4 separate regions of the Mus musculus genome follow, and regions 1, 2 and 3 are each linked to region 4. A link is a contact called in public Hi-C and promoter capture Hi-C data. All regions are on one chromosome and are shown on one strand. The core of a region is the stretch at or near the end of the contact, and the rest is flanking DNA. Distances in the headings are between cores, read along the strand shown. Region 1 has its middle 320 kb from the start of Dthd1. Region 2 has its middle 160 kb from the start of Dthd1. Region 3 holds the start of Arap2 (ArfGAP with RhoGAP domain, ankyrin repeat and PH domain 2). Region 4 holds the start of Nwd2 (NACHT and WD repeat domain containing 2).

Region 1 (6,556 bases), core at 2,502-5,001, 520 kb before region 4:
AACATAGTGGAGCATGTGTCTTTCTTACTAGTTGGAACATCTTCTGGATATATGCCCAGGAGAGGTATTGCGGGATCTTCCGGTAGTACTATGTCCAATTTTCTGAGGAACCGTCAGACTGATTTCCAGAGTGGTTGTACAAGCTTGCAATCCCACCAACAATGGAGGAGTGTTCCTCTTTCTCCACATCCTCACCAGCATCTGCTGTCACCTGAATTTTTGATCTTAGCCATCCTGACTGGTGTGAGATGGAAGAAAGTGCAAGAATTAGAATAATACACTAAAATTAAAGTAGATACCTAACATGGGAAAGAAATACTCCGACACCCTGATTAGTAATAAATCTATGCATTTGTTGGTGTGTTCCTGAGGGTGGATGTGTTACCTAGCTGCTTGCCATCAATCCCATTTGTGATTGTGCAGTGTCCCATCATCACGGGGAGCTGGCTGCCCAGATAGTGTCAATTTTTTCTTCCATCCTGGATGGCCAACCTACCACTAATGACACAAAGATGAGACGTGGTATAGAATCCTTCCAGGGGCAATTTTTTTAAGTAAAATATAATTGAATCATTTCCTCATTTCTTTCCCTCTTCTAAACCAGTGGTTCTCAACCTGAGGGTTGCAAACCCTATGGAGTTGACTGACCTTTTCACAGGGGTCACATAAGACCAGTCTGCATATCACATATACATAGTGGTTCATACCAGTCGCAAATTTACCAATATGAATTAACAATGAAAATAATTTTATGATTGTGGGTCACCACAACATGAAGAACTGTATGTATTAAAGAGTTGCAGGAAAGTTGAGAACCACCATTGTAAATTCTCCTGTAGAGACTTGTTTGTTTTCAAATTCATGGTCTTTTTCATTAATTATTAATTAGACATATACACAAGTGCACACATACAGAGTAATTTTATATTTTATTTATATTTTCTATATTTCCTAAATATGTAAAAACAGATTGCAATCTCACATGAGCTCCCTGCTCCTCTGATTTAACATCTTTCTGTTCCCTCCTCTTCAGTGATCCCTGAGCCTTAGCTGCTAGAGTTGTATTAGAGGAACAAATTTTTTTGCAGATTGATTGTAATAGCAGCTCTCTAATTGAATTTTACAACCACTCACCAGGAGGAAAATCATGCTGCAAACTGGAAACCTAGCCAACTACCCTGGACTAGTGAAGTCACAGATCTCAGAGGAGAACCTATAACCACTATGGCACTAAACCATGACAATCCCTAAGTAAATTTCAAATCTGTGTCCTTGGTCTAAAATATCAGTGGTGGCCCCATTTGTACTGGCTAGTTTTGTGTCAACTTGACACAGTTGGAGTTATCACAGAGAAAGGAGCTTTAGTTGAGGAAATGCCTCCATGAGATGCAACTGTAAGGCATTTTCTCAATTAGTGATCAAGGGGGAAAGGTCCCTTGTGGGTGGGACCATCCCTGGGCTGGTAGTCTTCGGTTCTATAAGAGAGAAGGTTGAGCAAGCCAGAGGAAGCAAGCCCGTAAAGAACATCCCTCCATGGTTTCTGCATCAGCTCCTGCTTTCTGACCTGCTTGAGTTCCAGTCCTGACTTCCTTTGGTGATAAACAGCAACATGGAAGTGTAAACCAAACAAACCCTTTCCTCCCCAACTTGCTTCTTGGTCATGATGTTTGTACAGGAATAGAAACCCTGACTAAGACACCATCCCACCTAGATACCATCTCTCTGCAACAGAAGGAGACCATTAGACAAAACTACACCCAACATGTAGAGTTGTAGAGCCTGGTCCCAATGGATGCATCTACAGAACACTCTTACCTCTAAGGCTCACTGGGCATTAGGAAGGGCTAGAGGATCAAGAAGTTTTCTGTGAGACTGTGTCTCCTAGGAATATTAGAAGCCACACCCTGAAAGTCTCATCAACATGACTACTAAAACAGGAACTGAACAAGAATAAAAGCAATAGACATGCCAAAGTAGATGGAGGAAAGAGCACAAGGCCTACAAAAGGAACTACAAGAAACTAAGTAACACTGAGAGCAAGAGAAATTACCAGGGAAGATAACTGGCTAGTTATCTAATACCAAATCATCAGTCCTGAAAACATACACACTAGTATCATTATACTCATAGTATATACTTATTATAGACATGTTAAATCTATCTATCTATCTATCTATCTATCTATCTATCTATCTATCTATCTATCTATCTATACACACACACACACACACACACACATAAATTGTACACACACACACACACACACACATATATATATATATATATTCATGTAGCGGAAATTGATAAAAATAAAGAGGCCATGAATTTGAAAAAAAGCAAGAAGGGGTGTATGGTAGTTTTTGGAGGTAAGATACAAAAGTGGAAAATGGTATAATTATAATCTCACAAATAAAAGAAATAATAACAAAACACTAAAACATCAATTGTAGCAAAAGCTCTAATGCTTTATTTAAATATTGATCCACTAAATTTTGATTAGGTCACCAGCTGGTTGTACATTGGAGAAAGGATGGCTTTTGGAGAAATAGCTAGTGGAAGGAAAGTATGGGAGTGAGGTTGAGAGAAGTTTTAGGATACCATCCCCTTCCCTCTTTAATACCTGGCTACAGTACAGCAAAGTAAGAAATATTATCTGTAAACATGTTCATTGTCATGATCTTCTGCTTTACCACACACTTATAAGCAACAGAGCTGAGGATTAGTGGACTTGAAATTCCTAAAACCATGAGACAAAGCAGACATTTCCTTCTTAAACTAATATTCAGAAGGGGACCATCAGGGAGGCCTAGGATATGAGAGATGTCCTTATGCCTCAGACACTCAGCCACATGTGTTAGGACAGTCCATCTAGATGCTGCGTGGAGACAGTGAAATGTCTCTGTTTAGGAAGAAATCTATAAAGCAAGGCTAGTGTTCACGCATAAATGTCTTTGTACCAATGAAATCTTGTTTTCCATTTTTCTTCCAAGTTAAACTACTCTACTTTTTGTTCTCCCTTGGTTCTGAAGCCCCTTGATCTATTATTGGAGTTTTGTTTTCCTATTTAACTATACAGATACTGGTAAGTTGATTGACCTCCAAGTTATGTAACAATGACGAAAATAATAATAATTAAAAATAATGTGTGCAATGGTTTTGTTTGTTTTATTTTGTTTTACTGCTTGTCTAACAAACATGAGTTTTTCTTGCAGTTCTAGAAGACCCAAGACAAAGTAGATTCTCACTTAGCTAAAATTAAGGTACTGACAGAGCCACATTTCTTTCTGTTGATTGTAGGGAGAACCCTTTTCCTTTTCTCTTTCACCTTCCAGAGACCATGAACCTCCTTCACACTTAGGCTCTCCCCTCTGTATCAGCAAAGCCAGGAGTGGGACATTCCTCACCTACTGATCTTGTATTGTTGCTTCTCATCTTCTTGATTTAGGGAACTGTTTCCTACTGAGATCACCTAGAGAGTATTGGGCAATCTTCCTGTTTTGAATCAGCTCACCAGGATTTTTACATCTGGTTTTGAATGAAACTTAACATACTTTTCCAGGATCTAGGTTTTGGTCAGCCTTGGGTTGTGGGTATTATTATGCCAATTATATCATCCACAAACTCACAGGTTGCCCCTAGCTCTGCATGCTAGGGAATGGCACTTCACTGGGGCAGTATCACTGGGTTACAAGTATCTCCACAAATGCAGCCATTTTTCTGGTTTCTCCCTTCACTGTTCACTTGATCAACATTTCAGTTTCCATCTGTTTTTCATAGACTATGTTTAGTCCTCCTAAAATTCTGTTGCCTGGGAAACACCCACAGGATTGGAAACACATCAACAAACCTAGAGAATGTTGTACTTTACTTGGTAATTTGAAAATATGTTTGCTTCAAAAAAAAATAGTCTGGGAAAAAAATACCAGTACTTAAACAGGTATTTTGGAGAAGTGGTTTGAGAGGTGATTTTTTTTTTAATGTACACCAATCAATGTTCCTTTTCCTTCTCTGTCACAGGATAGTATGACTTGAAAGAGATAATTTGCAAGCTACAAATTTTGTTAGTTTTAAGAAAGCTGAGTTATAACATTTGCATGGAAAATGTAGAAATGCGGGGTTATCAAATAAACAAAGTACTTTTTTGTTTAAAAAAAAGGTACATACTGAAAATAAGCTGTACATAAAAATGTCACCTCTCTGCTAGCTAACGCTGAATGAGAGTTTTGGCAGTTACATAATTTGGTGCTGCTCATTCAAGCACAACTATGTTCCTTAATCTTCTCTAATAATCAGTATGTTGGATTTTACAAATAAATTATTCATATCTTAATAGGTTTATTAATCATATCCATCATCCAGAAAAATAAAGTTTATTAACTGGCAATAGCTTTTAAAGTGTGAATTCATTTCTTAATCAGAGAAATATTACTAATTGAAGCACCATGAAGAACGAGCAACTGTGTCTTAATGGCTACATCAAGTGATATTGGCAATCCAACAATGAGGGAGCAAGGAGACTGTATTTGTTGAAACCTGTTCTGGTTCTCAGCTGAATTCCTTATCTGGATCTCCATAAGTATCTCAACCTGCTTCCAAATTATAGATTGGATATCGTTGTGTTATAGAAGGCTACAGTTTAAAAGCACATCATCTGCTATGCATAAGCCATTATTGTACATATAAGAAGTACAGTCACACATAGATATGATGGGATAAGATGTGGTTAAAGGTTCTTAGAAACATTGAGGATGAAAAAGATGCTTGTAATCTAAAACAAAATATAGGTTAAACTATCCACAGCATAAAGAAACATGTTTCATAAATGGAATATAAGAGAGGAAGACTAAGTCCTGGTAAGCAAGATGGTCTTTCAAAACCATTAGGGTTGTTGTTAGCTATGTTTATAAAGGAAGCAGCATTGGAGTTAAATATCTAAGGGTAGGCAGGGTTTTATTAGTTCCATGTAGAAAAGGTAGCATGAGAAAGTTACATAAAAGGGAGGAAACAGTGATCACTGATCCACATATTGGAAGATAGAGATTTATGGGGAGGATCGCTGTCAGCAGCAGCTTGTACCTACTTGTCTATCCACTCATGTTGTACACTCTTTGACCATATTCATCTTTGGAAATATCTAAGTATGGTCATAACCTTTTCTACACTAGATGCCTTCTATGATTTCTCATCTTGCTCTCTGAAGACCAAAATCTGTAGTATGCTCATTGCTGGGCACCTGCAGACATTGGTCTTGGTAAAGCTTTCAGCCTCTTCCCTTGCTTCTACAATAGAATACATACAACCTACTTGGAACCACTACATGCATTGTTTTTCTTGAGTACAAAATTCATGTGGCCCCATGTCTCTGCCTATTTATCTGGTATAGTTTCCTATGACCAGACTCCATTTGTTCATCTGAGTTCAGTCTTGGAAATTCTTGAAGAGTCTCATGGCTCCCATTCCAGGGTTGCAAGCTTGGCTTACAATCTCATGTGGACTATATTTGGCTGTAAGAGTTAAAGAATGTCATTTGCTTTTCATTTCCATTACAGTGATATGGCTTTCTCTGCCTTGAGAACATCTTTGTATCTTCTAACTATTGTAGAGTCACTTTAAGATCAACACTTACAGGACCCTTTATACTCAGGACATAATTTCTTGAGTCTGATATGTTAGTTGTTATGTTCCTTTGTTGCATAATTTCAGGACAGTGGCATTAACATTTTAACTAAAATTCTATTTTGAACCTGCCAAGAAAAGAAATCAATGGTACAAAAGGCTGCTTAGGTCTTGATAATCATGTACTGCATATACAGTATGCCAAACAATAATTGATTTCCAGATAGATAAGATTGACTCCTTAAAGATGAAAATGAATAATAAAACAATAGATCCAGACTGGGGAGGACATTGGTGTTAGGAATATTCAGTAGAAAAAAATAAGCCATGTAAATTTATAAAAGTACTACTATACATACTGAACACTTGTATTTATATATTTAGGAATACACACAGACACACAGACACACACACACACACACACACACACACACACACACACACACACACACACACATGTCACAAAGAAGGAAACCGCACAAAGAGGCAGTATCAGAGATGTGTGGGGAGCAGAATAAAAGGAGAAAAGAGAATTGGGGGAATGAGGTAATTATTTTATCTCAAAAATTTTAAAAAGAGTAAAAGTAAATTAAAGGGACAAGACAGTGTTTGCTATGAAGAAACAGAATTATGCCAATAAATTACAACTTCATTTCCTTCCATCTCTGAGATCTAAATGAAATTCAGAGACACCCAGAAATGTAAATCCAGTTATCCCCCCACCCCTTTGATGTCAGTGTATACAGATGTTTGAGTTACATCGCAGTGTTCCTCTCATGCCTGTTCTCTATACTGGGAACATTTCCGTCAACTAGCTTTCTTCTCATTTAACTAGTGAACCTTTACTACCTCTCATCTTTGTCTAAGCCCTGTTCTTGATCTGTATAAACCTAATCCCTGGAAATAAAGCATTTCACATTATCTTAAGTTTTATTACTAT
Region 2 (6,961 bases), core at 921-3,420, 680 kb before region 4:
TGTGAGCATCCACTTCTGTGTTTGCTGGGCCCCGGCATAGTCTCACAAGAGACAGCTACATCTGCGTCCTTTCAATAAAATCTTGCTAGTGTATGCAATGGTGTCAGCGTTTGGATGCTGATTATGGGGTGGATCCCTGGCTATGGCAGTCTCTACATGGTCCATCCTTTCATCTCAGCTCCAAACTCCGTCTCTGTAACTCCTTCCATGGGTGTTTTGTTCCCAAATCTAAGGAGGGGCATAGTGTCCACACTTCAGTCTTCATTCTCCTTGAGTTTCATGTGTTTAGCAAATTATATCTTATATCTTGGGTATCCTAGGTTTGGGGCTAATATCCACTTATCAGTGAATACATATTGTGTGAGTTTCTTTGTGAATGTGTTACCTCACTCAGGATGATGCCCTCCAGGTCCATCCATTTGGCTAGGAATTTCATAAATTCATTCTTTTTAATAGCTGAGTAGTACTCCATTGTGTAGATGTACCACATTTTCTGTATCCATTCCTCTGTTGAGGGGCATCTAGGTTCTTTCCAGCTTCTGGCTATTATAAATAAGGCTGCTATGAACATAGTGGAGCATGTGTCCTTCTTACCTGTTGGGGCATCTTCTGGATATATGCCCAGGAGAGGTATTGCTGGATCCTCCGGTAGTACTATGTCCAGTTTTCTGAGGAACCGCCAGACTGATTTCCAGAGTGGTTGTACAAGCCTGCACTCCCACCAACAATGGAGGAGTGTTCCTCTTTCTCCACATCCTCGCCAGCATCTGCTGTCACCTGAATTTTTGATCTTAGCCATTCTGACTGCTCACCGGTACTCTTATAAGCTACCCTACTACATGCACTGATTCACCAAGCTAAACATGAATAGAACATTTTCCCTGTTCTGAGTTGATGCCCCATCTGGAACAAATAGACATATGTTAATATCTATCTAGAAAAATTACGTATATTAATATTCTACTTTAACTTATTACTCTAGAGCAAAATAAAAACAGATGAACCCACACTTAGAATGAACTCCAGCATGCTGGTAGTTGTGTGTAAAAGAACTTTGGACAACTATCTCTCACTTCGTCAGCAAGCACTCATTCTCTGCTAACAGTGGGTGACACTTTTACTTAATTGTAATTTTAATTATTTTTTCATATGATTATGCCTTTCCTACTTCTCTTTTAATTTAAAAACTATTTTAAGTACCCTTTAATAATTTTATACATGCATGCAATTTATCTTGATCCTAGCCAACCTAAATCCTCCTACTCATTCCCTCCTACCACCCACACATGCTAGCTCTTTTTGCCTTCATGTCCTGCTTTTCTTCTTTATCCTAAGCCACAGAATCCACCTAGTGTTGTCTCAGTAGAGTGTGGCGCCATCTACTTGGGGCTCTGGCTACCTCCTGGTGGCCATACTTCTAAAGAAAAATGGATATTTTATTCCCCCCTCTCTTTTTAATTTCCAAAGACATATTCTGTAACAAGAAATATTTGGAAATTGGCTTAGGCCAGGGGGATGCTTTTGGATGGCCCACTTTTTCTTTAACCTAGTCATGGTCATTTAGAAGCAGCAAAAATAGATTTAATAAATGAGTATTTTTAAAGGCATTTATTCCAGATATAGACAGCTCAATAGTTCTGAGGTTGTAGGATAAAGAGCTATTCAAGGAGTGAAAGGACCCTTTTAGAGCAAGGCGAAGAAAGAAAAAAAGAAAGGAGAAGCTGAGGAGGTGATGGGTCAGCACACTCCAGAGGGGCCAAAGGTGGAAACAGAATTTCTTATGGAGCAACCACGTGAAAGGAGAGCAGCTAAGTTCTGATATTCAAAGGGGGAGAAAAGCAAAGAGGTCATATTTGAAAACATAAATGATAGGTCTAGAGCTTTCTTATTTCAAACAGTTCTGTACTGCTAACTCTCAATATAAATGTATTAAAAATAAATAGATTAAGCATATGTGACTAGAGGAGAAATTGACAGCAGTTATTTGTGTAATAGTTTCAAAGGCTGTAGACTCCTTTCAATTTCCTGTAGTCACAGTGCTCAATAGAGGATTCACCTTAGAGGCCTCAATATATACAATTTAGGGAGTGAGTAAATGCAGACAGGGCTGGCAGGTCTGCCTTCTCCAAGGAGGCCCTGTGCTTGAACCCAGCTGGACTCTTGATTCTCAAAGAGGAAATGAGTTTGTTTACATTGCACAATGTTGAGCAGCCTGTGTTCCCTCATGAAGGAGAACATGGCATTCACCACAATTGAGGAATGACCTTTTCTTCCCCTGGAGCAATGGGAGTTTAGCAGCTGGTGGTGGACTTACTGCCATGGTCTTTAGAAGGTTAGTTCCTGGCAGGCTTTCGCCTTTAGCTGGTCTATTGACTTTTTTTTTTTTCTTGTAGTTTAGAAAATAGAGCTAGCCCAACTGCTAATGTCAAGCAAAGACATTTGTTAGGCTAGTTCTTGGCCAGTGATCTGACTTTCGTATTTGCAAGAAGAACAGAAAAACAATCCCAGTTAACAAGAATTTATTGAACAACTACTTTGTACCATTTTAAAAAAATCACGCAAACTGATTTAAGGAGTTTATGCTTCTGAGAGACAATTGTGTGTTTTAAGAAATATTAGAATGCAATCTATAGTAGAAATATGAAAGGACTTTAACACAAAATAGGGATAAATATATCTTCTTTAATATCAAATGAAAAACAAAATCAAATCTCTATTACTACTCCATATTATTAGGACACTGCGTTCTTGTTTTTAGGCTGTACTAACCACATTGATTTTTGGAAATTCATTTTGCATAGTATCAAATGGAGATACAATTGTTTAAGTCAACTGATTTGTAGTTTTACTAAATTTGTATACATATGTACTCTTTTAAAAGCAATCTGCCAATTTAACAAAATCTCAAATTAATAATGAAATGCTCATTTTCTATGTGAGGACATAAAACACTATTAGACGTCTATAAAAGACAAATGAGGACTACTAAGATATGCCAGCATCTGTCCATCAGAATTTGGAAAATTATATATATATAAGAAATACGTGTAAAACATTGGTAATATAAAATGTTAATTTGATTGGGAAAATGTTGTTTCTAAAATTACATTCCATAGATTTTACCCTAGCATCTTCTCAAAATAAATGCATTTCATATAACACGTACTGTGCAGAAATATTGCTGGTAATTGCTCCAATTTAGAAATGGCTTTAATGTCCATCAACAGAACCACAAATATGTACTAGTACAAGACTACTCCTTAACAAAGTGCCATGACCTCAGTGAATTAAATATTTTTCAGATAGTTCTGCTAGATTCTGGATTAAGTTTTAGTAAGCTAAAGTCCAGTCATTATTGGCCCTGGTTCTGTCTGGGCATGCTGGGGAAATATTCATTTTCTTGTTTCCTTTAGCCTCCTTGGCTTTTACAGTAATATTTCCTTTTTCATTCTATCATTATATGGCTTTCTGCTTTCTTTTTACATCCCAATTTCCCTTACGAGATCATTTCAGCTTCACTGGATCTGCAATGATAATGGAAAATGACTTCTAATTCCAGAATCCTTAACTTAGTCAATAACTTAGCGTCCCTTTGGATATAAGGTAACTGACACTCCCAGGCACTACACAAGGGCACAGTTATCATTTGGGAAGCTTAATCTAACCAAGCAGACTCACTACTAAACCAGAACAAATTATTTAAATATACCAAACTACATATAAAATTATAAACACACCACTGACTAATATGACCATAAAAGACAAAACTACACAAATCCATTTATATTCAAGATATTCTAAATTAGCCTGTGATAAGAATATTATGGAAATGGTCATTTGCATTAAAAATGACTATAGAGCAGACTTTGGGAGATTTGTGAAGTACATGTCATGCTTTATCTTGTTCTGTGTTGTAGTTCCATATTGTATGTTCTTACGTGTAGTCAGAAATTTAAAAAATGCTTTTACCTTAGTTTAGTTCATGGTTCGTCTATTTTTTGTTTATTTGTTTTATTTTGTTTTTCTTTGCTCTTTTAAAGTACAATCATCTTACCATGTCTAATCCTGAGTTCCTTGCTGTGATTCTTGTTAATTCACATGGTTTCTCCCATGGCTCCTATTTTCATTGATAGCTCCATTTGGCATCTTTAGAGGTATGTATGTGAAATGTATGACCCGCATCAAATCAGGGTTCCTCCAGACAGGGGTACCCACAATTTGCAGAAGGAATTTAGAAAAGCTTTGTGTAAATGATTGATGTACTCTTATGACACATTATATTAGCATAGCAAAAACATGCACTAATTTTGTCCAGATATAAGCATGTGTAAACTAATAAGTGTATGCTCCCACTTTTGTGACAGCAAGGTGAGTCCAATCTCTTAAAAAATATGGTGATACAGTATAAAATCCCAAGAAAGAGTCCATAGCATGAACCAAGGGTCAGTTACATTTATGATTAGATACAATATTCTTGCAACTTTTCCAACTTGAGCCAAAGCAAATGACTACTATAAGTCCTCAGACTCACCAAATACTCTTGAACAGAAAGCCAGGGTAGTGCCTTTCTGTGATGGTTTGTCTATTCTTGGACCAGGGAGTGGCACCATTTGGAGGTGTGACCTGGTTGGAGTAGGTGTGTCACTGTGGATGTGGGCATATGATCCTCACGCTAGTTGTCTGGAAGTCAGTCTTCCACTAGTAGCCTTTGGATGAAGATGTAGAACTCAGCTCTGCCTGCAGCATGCCTGCCTGGAAACTGCCATGCTCCCACCTTGATGATAATGGACTGAACCTCTGAACCTGTAAGCCAGCCCCAACTAAATGTTGTTTTTATAAGACTTGCCTTGGTCATGGTGTCTGTTCACAGCAGTAAAACCCTAACTAAGACAACAACAAATACAGAAGTGGATGCTCACAGCCATTCATTGGACAGAGCACAGGCTTCCCAACGGAGGAGCTAGAGAAAGTACCCAAGGATCTGAAGGGGTTTGTAGCCCCATAGGAGGAGGAACAATATGAACAAACCAGTACTCCCAGAGCTCATGTCTCTAGCTGCATATATAGCAGAAGATGGCCTAGTCGGCCATCAGTGGGAGGAGAGGCCCTTCGCCTTTCTTGCGAAGATTCTAGGCCCCAATATAGGGGAATGCCCACTATCTCCCCATGTATTCAATATAGTGTTTGAAGTCCTATCCATAGTAATTAGACAACAAAAGTAGACTAAAAGGATACAAATTGAAAAGGAAGAATTCAAAATATCACTATTTACAGATGATACGATAGTATACTAAAGTGACCCCAAAAATTCCACCAGAGAACTCCTAAACCTGATAAACAACCTCAGCAAAGTGGCTGGGTATAAAATTAATTCAAACAAATAAATGGCCTTCATCTACCCAAAGGATAAACAGGCTGAGAAAGAAATTAGGGAAACAATACCCTTCACAATAGTCACAAATAATATAAAGTATCTCGGTGTGAATCTAACTAAGCAAGTGAAAGATCTGTATGATAAGAACTTCAAGTCTCTGAGGACAGAAATCAAAGAAGATCTCAGAAGATGGAAAGATCTCCCATGCTCATAAATTGGCAGGATTAATATAGTAAAAATGGTCATCCTGCCAAAAGATATCTACCTAATAAATGCAATCCCCATCAAAATTTCAACTAAATTCTTCGTAGATTTAGAAAGAGTAATTTCCAAATTCATCTGGAAAAACAAAAAACCCAGGATAGCAAAACCTATTCTCAACAATAAAAGAACTTCTGGCAGAATCACCATCCCTGACCTCAAGGTGTAATAAAGAGCAATTGTGATAATAACTGCCTGGCATTGGTACAGTGACAGACAGGTAGATCATTGGAATAGAATTGAAGATCCAGAAATGGACCCACACACCTATGGTCACTTGATCTTTGACAAAGGAGCTAAAACCAACCAGTGGAAAAAGACAGCATCTTAAACAAATGGTGCTGGCACAACTGGCGGTTATCATGTAGAAGAATGCAAATTGATCCATTCTTATCTCCTTGTACAAAGCTCAAGTCCATGTGTATCAAGGACCTTTATATAAAGCCAGATACACTGAAATTTAAAGAAAAGGAAGTGGGGATAGCCCTGAACATATGGGCACAGGGGAAAAATTCCTGAACAGAACACCAATGGCTTGTGATGTAAGATCAAGAATCAACAAATAGGACCTCATACAATTGCAAAGCTTCTGTAAGGCAAAGGACACTTTCAAGAAGACAAAAGGGCCACCAACAGATTGGGGAATATCTTCACCAATCCTAAATCTGACAGAGAGCTAATATCCAATATATACAAAGAACTCAAGAAGTTAGACTCCAGCGAAACAAATTACCCTATTAAAAATGGGGTACAGAGCTAAACAAAGAATTCTCAACTGAGGAATACTGAATGGCTGTAAAGCACCTGAAAAAAATGTTCAACATCCTTTAGTCATCAAGAAAATGCAAATCAAAACAATCCTGAGATTCCACCTCAGACCAGTCAGAATGGCTAAAATAAAAAACTCAGGTGACAGCAGATGCTGGCGAGGGTGTGGAGAAAGAGGAACACTCCTCTACTGCAAGTTGGTACAACCGCTCTGGAAATCAATCTGGCGGTTCCTCAGAAAATTGGACATAGTACTACCCAAGGACCCAGCAATACCATCCCTTGGCATATACCCAGAAGATGCTCCTATTTGTAACAAGGACACATGCTCCACTATGTTCATAGCAGCCTTATTTATATCAGCCAGAAGCTGGAAAGAACCCAGATGTCCCTTAACAGAGGTATGGATACAGAAAATGTGGTACATTTATACAATGGAGTACTACTCAGATTAATAACCTATGCAGATTAACAATAAATTAAAAACAAAATGAAAGAAAATGTTACATTGATTCTATTTTGTATATCTTGCTATGTTTGTTATATTTATTGAACAGA
Region 3 (6,374 bases), core at 289-2,788, 880 kb before region 4:
TTTGTTTCTAAGCGGACCCTCAGCTACTCTTTTCACAAGCAACTCCCCCCTCAAAAAAAAAAAAAAAAAAAAAAAACTGCATGTGACAGGCCGAGGAGTGGAAGGAAAGAATACAAAACAGCAGACACATATAAATTAGCTTTAACAAGCTTTTTGACTTACTATCTAGGTACATTTTTTAAAAAAAAAAATGGCTGCGACACATCAAGTCTATATAAAACCCTCTTAGTGTGAAGACCCACCTTAAATATGTGTTCAATCTCTCCTTGGACAGGAGCCAGGGGATATTTCCATTTTAGGATATAGCCTACTTGCACGACCCACTTTTATTTTCTCTCTATTAAACATTGTTAAACAGTGGAATACCAAGTGCCTTTGCCTTCCATATTTCTCTTGTAAGTGTATAAAAGTCATGAATAAAAATCTTGTCGTTATTCCTTGCCTTTAAAAAAGTTACCTCATCCATAGCCACCTTCCACTTACAGGCAATGCTCCATACACTTCTGGTGCACAAAGCTTAAGTGAAGAGAATCGATACTGGGCTTGTAAGTACAAAGCTATTATTGGGAATAACAATGACATCCGATTAAATGTACTTTTAAAAATAGCGTATTCCAATACTTAAAAAAAAAAATAAACTTATGTGCTACTAAGTGTCCTATACTTCAAGGACAAACTTGGTATCTCTCATCTAACTTACAAGAGCCTGAGACAGTTTTCCACACAGCGTATCTTATCACTTCTTGTATTTTTTTCTAAATATCAAAGGCTATTGTTCACAATATAATTTCACAAACCTTCCAAGTCAAAGAAACTCCAGATCGCCACCAAGAAAACCAAGACTAAAGAAAACATCAGAATGAAGTAAAATAAAAACTTACTTCAATTAATAGATGGACACCAATTCTCCCATGAGAACTGCTTCCCACACTAAAGGTGAAAGAGCTGCCTGGTAACCGCACTCCAGAGAGGTCCCCTGGTACAGTGCTAGGTTCAAGCAGGTGGAGGCCGAATGATTGTAATTAAAGTTAATTAACAGGGCTGCCCTTAAGTGTGTAACCAGAAGGGTGTGGGGGGTGCAGGGGGGAGCACAGAGCCCCAAGTCATTACCTCCACCGAGAAAAGAACTCAGCGCCTGGAACTTGCCCAGGCAGTTTTTGGTCGGGGGCAGAGGGGGATGAGACAGTCTGATTGACTGGACTGTCAATCGTGCGGGTCAAATCCCAGAAGCAAGCGCAGCTTTCTAATCACTTACCGCCTTTGGTTTCTCTTCCGACGCCCACTCGCGGGACGCGCAATCCGAGCGACACAATCCAGAGCCGCCCGAGCACTCCACGCGTCCCGAAGCGCTGCGTTCTCGCACCCGGGACCGGACCGCGGCCAGCGCACCCCGGGGACTCGCCTCGCTCGCGCGCGGCCCGCGAGCCCCGGCAGCGCAGCGCCGGCTCGTCCCCGTGGGGCGCTGTCCCCGGCGGCGAGCGGGCGGACCCCGCGCCGCACCTGGAGGCGGGAGCGCGGCTGGGCTCCGCGGGCGAGCGCGCAGCCCCGGAAGCCGCGCCTGCCCGGGCCGCCCAGGTGCTCGGCGCCGCGCCCGGCTGCTTCCTCCCGAGCCCCGGGGGCGGGGATCCGCGGCCGGCGGGGGCGGCCCGAGCTCAACGGCGGGGGCGGCGGGGCAGGCCGTCCCGGTTCGGCAGCATTGTTGCGCAGCTGAGTCAGCCCGCCTGCCGCTCGGCCGCGCCTGCCGCCCAGGCCACCTGGAGCGCGTCTGCCCAGTGGCGACCCTGGAAGGGCGCGTCCCCCCGGGGCGGGGGATTGGCCCTGCCACCCTCCCGCTGAGACCCTCGCTGGGTTACAGATACACGTTGCTGGGACTGTGTGCGCTGACCTGGGCGGGTGGCCAGTGGGGTGGATCCTGCCGCCTCTGAATGCAGAAGCGCTACACTACCCAGAACTTTCCCTGTAGCCTCAGTGTTTCCCAAACTTCACACACATCTAGGACACCCTTTTGCCTAGGTTCCAGGAATAAGTATATCCACCAAACCCAAAGTCGGATTCTCCCCAGTCACCGCTACGACCAAATTCTAAGATCCCTTTTTTTAGATGAATCTCAGGAGGAGGAGCATAACACCCAATGGCCTGAGGAACACTTATCTCTGGGAAACTAGGTCTCAAACCTGGGGGTTGTTTGAGTCTGGAAGGCCTTTCTGTCTTTGAATCAGTCCTTAAATGATCTTGGTGATACAATGAGAAAAACAAAAAGAGAGAGAGAGAGAGAATCCCAGAAACCTACCTGAGAACAAGCAGGATCCTTGCTGACCTGCTTCATACTCCTGTTTTGAGTTTGTTGTTTGTTTTTAATAGATTACCTACCTGAGTTTCTCCCTCAAAACATGAAAGTACTTACTTATCTTCCTGCTGTATCTGTTGACGAAAGTGAAGCAATTACAGTGATGCGGACCTTATTATGAAAATAAGCTAATGGGTGAAGCTCACAGGGTGAGAGGCTTCCCAGGAGCTCAGGCCTTCACGAGTCCACATCACCAACTGCCATCCAAAACCACCATCTTTCCGGGGGTAAAGAGGGGCTTGAGCTGCAGCATCCTTTACACAGAAGGTTTCACAAGAAGGCCCTGGGCAAATTGCCTTCATTTTCTCCCAAAAGACTTGCAGAATTCTTTTTGTCTGTGTTATTTTTCTTTTGTTTAATCTTTGTTTCTTTCTTTTTATTTCTTTATTTTTAATTTATTAATTTATTTTGCTTTTAGTTTTACTTTCCACGCCATTTATTACAAATTTTCTGTGAGTTGCTCTTTCCCGGACTCATCTTCCCCCTTTGCTCCCGGTTTCTTTTTCTTTCTCTCCTAACAGCGCTCATATATTCCCACCACCACCTCCACACCCCCAATCTTCATTAGCCTTCTTAAATCCTTCTCGGAACAAGTCAGGCCATCAAATATACAAGTATTCTTACATCAGTTATGGTGTCTCGCGGGGGGGGGGGGGGGGGGGGGCAACCTTTAACATGTTACTTTTCACAGTTGCTTTTATAAGATAGTTTGGACGTGTGTCCTTAGACCATCTTAGTTCCTTAATCATGCCGTTCAGTTATCCGAGATTTTCAATTTTTTTTTTAATGTTGGATAATTTGAGCATGCAACTCTGAAGATACACGGTAAACAACTACAAAACAATCTCTAGATGCCATCTCTCCCAGGGGACAGACTATGGTGCTGCCGGGTAGACGTGTGATTTAATAGCCATTGTAGTAGGCAAAATGCCTCTCCACTACAGACTGCATACACCACTCCTGAGTGCTAAGTTGGTCTGCTGAATCTTCATATGCGGGTTTGGAGGGGTGGGGTGAGGAGATAGCTCGGGAAAGATGGTAAAAGCTACCTTTTATTAATTGCTTGTTAATCACCAGTCTCTAGCCAAACAACTGATACATATTTTATAGGTATGCCACAACTCTGAGCTGAAATAATTCTTCCAGTTTTATAAATGCGGGTTTAATTGAAGATGAAAGAGGCTCAGTAGTGAAGAGCAGATAAATTGAGCACATCTAAGCTGTATTAGTACAGCATAAATTATTTAAGTGACGCATTAAGAGGACAAAGTGGACAAAGAAATTGACTTTCTATAAGAATTAAGATATGGAGATACGTCCTCTGCCAGGCTTCTGGAGTGGCAATCTGTACTCACTATTTTCCCATCAAGGCTGGAATTACTCCAAGGTGACCTGCCCCTACCCCTAGTTCCTAGATTTTTAGATAGCAGAGCAAATGGAACAACTTAACCGGCTCTTCTGCCTTTGTTGCTCTCATCCCTATGTACCCATAATGCACTGGCATGAAAGAGGTGATGCATAGAAACCCCCTCCATCCCAGCTCTCTTCTCTCTTTCTCGGTCTCTCCTGTTTTTCTAACGCCATCACAGTACCAACATCCACTGACTACTTACAGGACAGCTGCTGCTCCAAGCAATTCACATGTAGGAGCTCATGGTGAGACAACCAGCAGCTCTTTGAAAAGAGAATCGATAGCAGTGTTCTCCACAGATAAGAAACCTAAAGAAAACGGGATGGGAGTGACTTACACCATCATGTAGGAGCATAAGGACAGATAGCTCCAAGCCAGTCTTCTCCAGGGATTGTCTCTGGTGACCACCACCCTGATGCTGAGCCTGAAAAGGCCACATTCAAAATGGAGCTCAACATGCTCCGTGGGCTGAGACGGTTTGAGCACACTCATTTGAGTACATATATTGACATTTGGCCCTGGTTTCTCCATCTGTAAAAATAATGTTCGCAGCAGCAGTGTGATTTTGCATGTAAGGCACCTAGGAATTAGCAACTCCTCAGAGCACTTATTTCTATCGCTTTTTTTTTCTGCCCATGATTCTCAAAGAACTAAGTTCATGTTTCACTTTCTTCTCAATGCTTTGAAAATATCTGGTAGCCAGAATTGCTTACACATAAAACCTAATCACTCATTTTATAGAAAATACCCAATATTATTTTGCCAGATGGAAAATGTAGTGTTGGAAATGTAACTTAGTAAAATACACAGACACACACACAGACACACACACACATATATATGTATATATAATGTAAAGTTGTGGGTGCAGCAGGCAAATATTTCACAATGTTTAATGCATAGGTGTAAATAAGCATAATAATATATTAATTTACGAATATTGCACTTTTGACTCACATTTTATGAATTGATATTATTGAACATGCAATTTGACATGAAAATTGAACCAGAGAACTAAATATAAATCTTCTTGTGTTCTCACCTCTTCCATAACCACATCCCTTGGTGTGCCGCTATTATAAACTGGTATAGAGTTCAATTATGTACACTGAATCTATTTGTTCATTTTATCTAACTCAACTTTTATATCTTTTGATTAGCATCTCACCAACTTTTCTTATCTCCTAACCTCTCTGATAGCCATGGTTCTTCAATACACTTCTGCGAGTCTCTCTCTCTCTCTCTCTCTCTCTCTCTCTCTCTCTCTCTTTCTCTCTCTCCTTCCTCCCTCCCTCTCTCCCTCCCTCCCTCCCTCCCTCCCTCCCTCCCTCCCTCCCTCTCTCCCTCTGCTTCAGAATGGGGTCTCTGCTGGTTGAGGACTTTATTTGTATGCCTGTCTGTGTGTTTGTTCCATTTGACACAAGCTGAAGTCATCCGGGGGAAAAGGCCAATCCTCTGCTTGTCCCATGGGCAGGCCTGTGGCACGTTTTCTTTATAGACTGATGTGGGAAGCCCAGCCTGCTTTAGGAGGTGCCATGCTGGCACATGATCCTGGATTATATAAGAAAGCAAATGGAGCACACTGTGGGAAACATGCCAGCAAGCAGGGTCTCTGCTTTAACTCCTGCCTCAGCTTCCCTCAATGCCTGACTCTGGTCAGATGGTGTAAGACAAACCCTTTCTTTCTCAACTTGCTTTTGTTCACAAGTGATTCAGACTCAGCAGGCACTCCATTCTCAGTAGTTATATATGGAATCTTTAAATTCCATGTAGAAGAATGTTGATGCAGTATTGCTCTTCTGCACATAGATTGTTTCATTCCATACCTTCTAGCAGTTCAGGGCCACTCTGAAAAATACACTAAAATACTAACAGTTCTTATCTGTTTTTTTACTACTGTGATTAAGACTATGACCCAAGTTTCCACCCGCCAACACTGGCCTTCTAGTTGCTGTCAACGTATGAGTCTGTGTGGGACATTTCAGATACAAACTATAGCAACTTCTGTCTGCATCCTAACTATAACTGACTGATGATATTTTGGCTATACTTGCCCCCTTGAGCCTTGGAAGTGATCAGGTTAATTGACTGAGGGAAAAACAAATTATATTTCTGGTTTTTGAACCATGTATTTTGATATATTTGCATTTTTAGCCCTCTCAGTTGTGCTGAGGATAAGGTTCTGCCATTATCACCTTTTTAATACTTGTAGAAACTGAAAGTTACCTCAGCTAAAAATGTACAGCCTCCAAACAAGGAAGATGGGATTGAAAAGCCTGTGATATGGTGTGGTAATTTAAATATGCTTGGCCCAGGGAGTGGCACTATTAGCAGGTATGGCCTTGTTGGAGTAGGCATGGCCTTGTTGAAGGAAGGAGTCACTGTGAGAGTGGGCAATGAGACCTTCCTCCTAACCTTGTGACAGTCAGACTTCTAGTGACCTTCAGATGAAAATGTAGAACTCTCAGCTCCTCCTGCACCATGTCTACCTAAATGTTGCCATGCTCCTGTTGTGATGGTATTAGATTGAATCTCTGAAGCTGTAAGCCAGTCACAATTAAAAGTTGTCTTTATAAGAGTTGCCTTGGTCATGGTGTCTGTTCAGAGCAGTAAAAC
Region 4 (6,161 bases), core at 1,390-3,889:
TAAAATACTAATTAAAGCTTAAAACAGTGTGTATCATACAGGGAGTGCTCAGTATAGCAATATCACAAGATAATGGTTTAATGGAATTACGATTTATTTCAAGGTCATTAACTTCTCTATCAAGAAGGATAGAATCTATAAGCAAATGACTCTTTCCAGCCCAGTGAATAGAAGGAGCCTATCAGTGATTTCACCTTCCCACAGGTCAGTATTAGAAAGAGCTGGCACCACTATTTTATAAGGACTTCTAGCCTGCTAGCTAGGGTGGGTGAGACAAGAGAAGGGAATGGTTTTTAGCAGCATGGTCTTGGACCCATGTTCCAGGACTCCTTTCTCTTCTCATTTCTAGGTGCTTTAAAATCTCCTGCCTGTTTCTGGAATGGTATTGATTTCCCTATGGGATTGTAATGAAAAAAATAGAAACATAAAAAACAGAGGAAGGAGTATAGACCTATGTGCTCTTTCTTGGAAGCAGCCATAATCTTGGTTGTTAAAAAAAAAATCTCAACCAAGACCAGACATGGATTTATTATGTTGCAAAAAATCTTTGACAGGAGCATTAATACCTGGATCGTGGCTCTACTGTAGATTAGCTTTATGACCTTGTATTAGTAATTTCTGGTGGAATTTTTCTAACCTTGCTCTCCTATATGCAAAAATGCAATAAAACTTCTTTTTTGTTGTCATTGTTTATAATAGACAAAGAAGATGGTACACTTTTAATTTCCAACCTATTTACAACCTAAGCAAGTATTTACAACATTTAAAATAAAATTCTTTTTATCAGTATTTCTGAAAGGACAACAAATAGGGCTGGAGAAGTGGCTTGGCAATGAAAAGCTCTAGTCGTTCTCCCAAAGGACCCCATATTAATTAGTAAATAAAACTTCAGTAAATACTGAAAATTTTGAAACAAAGATAAAAATTAAGTAGCCTCCAAAATCTGGACTTTCTATCTATCTAATGAGCAACCAATAATCTAATTCATCAAGCTGAAAAACCATAGGAATTGACACTTAAATCTTACCATTATGGGTGGCCTCTCCTTTGTGCTATCTGCATGCTGAGAAATCAATCTTTGTTTTCAGACTGTTAAAAAGAGATAGATTAGGAGAGTGTAAGGGAGGAGGCTGGGTGGGAGTGATGTAGGCAATTCTGTATCTTTAAGCAGATGCCTCCCCACTACTCAAAAGATGCTTAGCTTTACCTCCAGCAAAGGTGGTGGTGCAGTGACTATGCTATGAACAGTGACAAATCTCTCTTCTGCAGGCTTGGTCGGCAGTGACACAGGCAGATGCTAAACTTCAGCCTGTCTAGAAGTTAATTAGGTTACAAAGGCTGCCAAAAACCCCAAAGTCATTCAAAGAAAATTCAACACTGGAGCAAGATCTGAAGGAAACAAACACTAATCTTGAGTCTAAAAACAGAAATATAAATAAGAGAGGGGAGGAGGATTCAGGCAGGTGACACTCTGTAAACATTTTATCCATATTGTTTTAACTGCTGGGAGGTGAGGCATAATGTAGTCCTGACCCTTTCCCTGGGATGGATACTATATCTTCGTAAAGGCTGGAGCAGTGGCCAGCACTCTGCATTCATTACCTGTTACAGAATTTTCAGTACATAACCAGGGGCCATGGAGGGCGAGAGTCTCTGGATTCTGCTCCCGATTGCCTTCCTACTTGGAAATAGTGATTTTGAAAAGCTGATTCGCTAGAATGAATTAATTGACTAGCTGGCTAGGTTATCCACAGGAATTCTTCATGGGTTCTGTGAAATCATCACACAGTAACAAGTGCTGTCTGCTTCAGACTCTCAGGAGTAGTTGGAGCCTTAAAAACCTAGAGACCCAGTTCTTCCAAAGAGGTTAGCCCAGAATGAGTGTTGGGTGTGGGGTGCTCTAAGACTGTAAACAGCACTATGTAGGACTTCACTGCCACCCTCAGGACCCAGAGGAAGTGCAGACGATGGGGATGCCAGAAGATGCCCAGGATAGGAGTCTTCAGGTGAGAAGATAAACATGCCATGAAGCGACTAGCTATCATTTTGTTTGAGACAGGGTCTCACACTGTATATAGTCCAGGCTGGCCTGTCCTGGCACTAGCAAAAATCCTACTACCTCAGTTTCTAAGAACTGGTAATTAGAAATACGAGCAACCAACTAAGCTTTGTACCCACCCATCCTCTCCCCAGTCTCGAGGGTGGGGTGGGATGGGCTGTGTTTGCTCTCTAAAATATGATCCTGACCCAACCTCAGAATGAGAAATCTGAAGGTCCAGCTTCAAGGCAGGCTCCAAATACTCCCTTCTTCCTACTTCCCCATTCAATAAAATCACTCTTATCTCCTCTCCTGGAGTTTGTAGGGTTTCAGAGGGTGACGGCAATTACACATTTGGACTTCTCTGCATCTCATGCCACTTGGGATCCTGCAGATGTTCAGACCCTGGCCCCAGGATGCACAGTCTGATCCCCCTCAAAGAAAGTGATTCAGGCCCCTTCAGTGAGTGCAGATTACCAACAACCTTGAGCCAACTTTGCCACCTAGGCCCCCAAACAAAGGCCCCTTGCACTTTGCCAGAAGTGGGGCGTGGCAGAGAGTCTTTCTCTGTAGTTGCATCCTTCCCTTGAGCCAGAGCTCACACCCACTACTGCGTGGGGCTCCCAATGCCCTGGAAGCCGCCTGGTTCCTGCGCGCCCACAGGAGGGCGAACAGCCAGGAAAGGCTTCTCAGCGGGAGCAGGGAGGCTCCCTGGTCCTTTAAAGGTCTAGGAGAACTGCCCGCAGAGACTCGCTCCCCAAAAGGGTCCGCGACCACGCGGGGAGGGCCACGTGAGCATCGTGGCTTAGCTATAAAAATCCCCCGATTGCACGAGCGTGGGGAGAGAGCGCCGAGGCGAGACGTGTCCTCCCACGCCACGAGAGGCAGGGAGAACCTTTCTCAATGCCTGGAGCTTTAATGCTCCAGCCCCTTGGCGTGTGGTGTGGAGGAGCATTGAACTTTGGGGGACTTGGCAAAGGCTTGCAGACGCCCGCGCGACTGGATTCCCGCAAATGCACAGAGCTGGTTTGACCTTTAGGGGAGTTCGAGGGAGGATAGCAGGAATCTCGGGCAGATCGATCTCCTGTCCTTCACTGAGGGAGCCGCCTGGGGTTCTGGTGCGAGTCCTCCTAGGAAACCAAGAGGTCCCCGGGCTGCCCCCAGCCCGCGCATCTACACCGCAGCCGCCCCGTGAGCCGCGTTGTTTCTGAGAGTCCTGACCGACTCCTGCCACCGTCTCCTAAACTTTGACCTGCTCTGGTCCTCCGCCAGGTCCCCGACGCCCGGCTGCCCCCTCCTCCCGCGGTGGACACCAGTAGGGACATGGCTACGGGCTCCAGGAGAGGAGCGGGCTCTTCTCGGTGCAACCTGGCACCGCCCGCGTAGCATCCTCCACGCTGACCTCCTGCGCTGCGGCGCCGAGCCTCGGGCGGGAGTCAAGGCAGTCCTCAGAGGTGTAGGAGGCGACAACAACTGGGGACCCGAGGGTCCCTATGGCCGCTGCTCCAAAGCGGCTGCTGAGCGCTGCGAAGCTCGCCGGCTGCGCTCAGAGCTCCGAGCGACTCTGAGCTGCTTCGCCGGCGGACATCGCCCTCGCGGGACCGCGGAGGGTCAAAGACCCGAGAAGCAGAGACGGTGGTGGCAGCTGATCTTCCCTCCCACAGGGCGATGTGGCCGGCCGGTGCGGGCACCAAGCTGCCCTGTCCCCGGGACTCCGCGCTCCGGCGGGCGGCGTTCTCTGGTAATCTCACCGCCCTTCCTTCTCACCTGGTACCCGCCGGTCGCAGCGTCCGGGTCTTCATCAGCGCCAACCCTGAAGGTAAGTCCCTTGGCGCTTTAAGTAGGTCTGTTGGTCCTTCCTTTGATCTGCGCGGGTCCGAAAGTGTATGGGGCCCGCACAGCGGGGTACGCCCTGCTTCCCTGCGCTCCCTGCCTCCCTCTGCAGCCCCCAAGCGCGTGGGAATTTCATTCCAATCCCTTAATTTTCTTGAGCTCATCCGCTCCCCTGCTGACTACTAGGACACACTTGTCTTCCAGGAGTCAATCTAAAACATCGCAAAGGCGTTATTGGTAGACTTTCTAGAAGATCAATTCTGCCTCTACTACTCCATCGCCTTTGCCTCTTTAATGGGTTTCTTTTACCTAATACACAAATAATAGCTAGCCTCTGGTGGCCTGTGACTGAAAGGGGTTCCCTGCTGTCACTCGTTCTCACTCAAGTGCCAAGTATGTTCCTTGAAACACTGGTCCTGCAGATAGAAAGGCCAGTGGAGGTCCAGGGAGCGGCCCCCCAACCCAGAGCTGAATTAGTGCTGGTCCACTCAGATGAGCTCATCTTAGTTGGGCACTGGGACTTGTTCTCTCCTGAGCAGGTCAAGCGTGGGTCAAGCACCACCAGATAGATGCTGCATTGAGTAGTTCTTGGTTCCTAAGGTTAACTCTCCTTTCCAGTGAATGGTGAGAAAATGAAGAATGCACATAGCAAAGTGGATAAGAGTTCAGGGGAGAGAGAGAGAGAGAGAGAGAGAGAGAGAGAGAGAGAGAGAGAGAGAGAGAGAGAGAGAGAGAGAGAGAGAATGAGAGAGAATGAAAGAGACTTAAGAAGGATGTGTAAGATTATACAAGCCTGTTGTGAATTAACTTTTTCTGTACCACAGCAAACCTCTGACCTAATTGAAGAAAAACAAAACAAAACAAAAAGTTCACATTCAAATAATCACTGAAGAGTTTGATCCATTAAACATCCAAAGCTCTATTTTGTTGCTGTAAAAGGACAGAAAAGGTAACTTTCTGGAAACAAGCACTTCTAAAGGGGAGGGGTGAGCTACTGGAAATTTCTGGTAAAGTACTTGTGGTCACAATGGAATGGGGAAATAATTAAATAAATAATACAAAATTAAGGAGAGTTCTATGCGTGGAGGGCCTGACTGCCTTTCCCTGAGCTTACAACTCACTTTCCCAGAACCTAATAAAGGGTGCTTTTAGGAAGACCTGACAACATTAAGAATCCTTCCATAGCAAGTATACCAACCAGGACTTGGGCATGGGAAATGTTTAAATAACCATAAAATGGACAGCCTTGTTAAAGTTAGGGTTCAGGAAATCTACAAGTCTCAGCATAATGGCGAAAAGAATTATGTTAGATAATGTCTAGTCTTGCCATTTTCAGTTATCCAAGGTTTTCTTAATTGCCACGTGAATTGTTTGCCCTGCTGTGAAGCCAACTAAAACTCTTATCTTGTCCTTTAAGAAAACTGCTTCTAAAATAGTGTGAGTGTTCTGTTAATGTAAGCAGTGGTTAACTTGTTTCTTGCTTTAAATGTGCCTTTTATGGGATTGCATGATAATGAATTGATGCTGCCAGCTTAAGTAGAAACTGGAAAACAATTAATATGTGTTACACCTGCACCTGCATGGTATTCTTCAAACTCTCAACTTAGTTGCATTAAAAACTTAAACACACACTAAGCAGAGGAAAGCAAGCAAACACAAGCCACCCCTATTGGTCAAATGATTTTGCTGGACAGTTTCCAGGCTGATCTTAAAGGACCAGAAATATGAAGCTTACTTGAGAAGTTTTAGTAGAAGCAGGACTCTGAATTTTATCCAGATTGAAGAGCCAAGGGCATATTGAAAATAGGCAGAGATGGGCATTTTTAATGCTCTCAACCTGAAGCCTTAAAATGCTGGGAAATGCTCCATCTGAGGCAGCACTTTACCATGGCATCTTTATGGATGCAATTTAGAAAGCGAGTGCTTGTGTTTCGGTAGCATCCAATATTAGATTCTTGGACAATACTAAAGATAAAGAGCCTTTCCACTGTCAAATTAAGACAAAAGACATTATCTCATGTTTCCTTTAGAAGCAGAAACCCAATTTGCATTATACTCATAAAGCTGTTTTGTGTTGAAGGCATAGTAGGTTTTGTTTTGTTTTGTTTTGTTTTGTTTTGTTTTGTTTTGTTTTGTTTTGGGAAATCCAACAAAAGTCTTGCTGAGAGGATTGGTTTTTAATAGGTATTGCTTTACAAAACTAGTGTGGAATTGGAATTTCCCTCTCCACAATGACAGCAATATGTGCCTTCAGAATGGATAGTTTCCCATGTATTAGCTCATTCCATTT

Evidence for each region. Promoter capture Hi-C pulls out the DNA fragments that hold promoters and counts their contacts. A called contact is a pair of places that touch in the nucleus more often than the background predicts.
Region 1: a contact with region 4 is called in a promoter capture Hi-C map of hippocampal neurons, with 6 times the contacts expected there. The contact joins the enhancer-like site here to the promoter of Nwd2 in region 4. A contact is called at or near these places in 6 of 39 promoter capture datasets (embryonic stem cells, frontonasal cranial neural crest, hippocampal neurons and 2 more) and 2 of 115 datasets of contacts at active chromatin or transcription factors (craniofacial prominence and neural progenitor cells).
Region 2: a contact with region 4 is called in a promoter capture Hi-C map of second pharyngeal arch cranial neural crest. The contact joins the enhancer-like site here to the promoter of Nwd2 in region 4. A contact is called at or near these places in 14 of 39 promoter capture datasets (the 3T3-L1 cell line, the C10 cell line, cranial neural crest and 8 more), 2 of 115 datasets of contacts at active chromatin or transcription factors (forebrain and stem cell-derived neural progenitor cells) and 1 of 9 other capture datasets (embryonic stem cells).
Region 3: a contact with region 4 is called in a Hi-C map of cerebral cortex, with 2.4 times the contacts expected there. The contact joins the promoter of Arap2 here to the promoter of Nwd2 in region 4. A contact is called at or near these places in 7 of 39 promoter capture datasets (the 3T3-L1 cell line, cranial neural crest, embryonic stem cells and 4 more) and 1 of 484 Hi-C or Micro-C datasets (cerebral cortex).

The regions. Positions count from the first base shown.
Region 1 is chr5:63,128,955-63,135,510 of GRCm38.p6, forward strand. No RefSeq gene overlaps it. Among named protein-coding and RNA genes, the nearest start is that of Dthd1, 320 kb to the left of the region's middle. Within about 2 kb of position 3,752, at least 18 of the 459 cell types and tissues checked have an H3K27ac peak or open chromatin away from gene starts, as enhancers often do. A contact at or near this core is called in hippocampal neurons, where this site is marked.
Region 2 is chr5:62,964,076-62,971,036 of GRCm38.p6, forward strand. No RefSeq gene overlaps it. Among named protein-coding and RNA genes, the nearest start is that of Dthd1, 160 kb to the left of the region's middle. Within about 2 kb of position 2,171, at least 1 of the 459 cell types and tissues checked has an H3K27ac peak or open chromatin away from gene starts, as enhancers often do. A contact at or near this core is called in second pharyngeal arch cranial neural crest, where this site is marked.
Region 3 is chr5:62,764,639-62,771,012 of GRCm38.p6, forward strand. Arap2 (ArfGAP with RhoGAP domain, ankyrin repeat and PH domain 2) reads right to left here and starts at 1,539. Exons shown (of 33, transcript NM_178407.3): 1 at 1,256-1,539.
Region 4 is chr5:63,646,464-63,652,624 of GRCm38.p6, forward strand. It overlaps Nwd2 (NACHT and WD repeat domain containing 2), which reads left to right and starts at 2,640. Exons shown (of 7, transcript NM_177006.3): 1 at 2,640-3,857. The coding sequence starts at 3,707.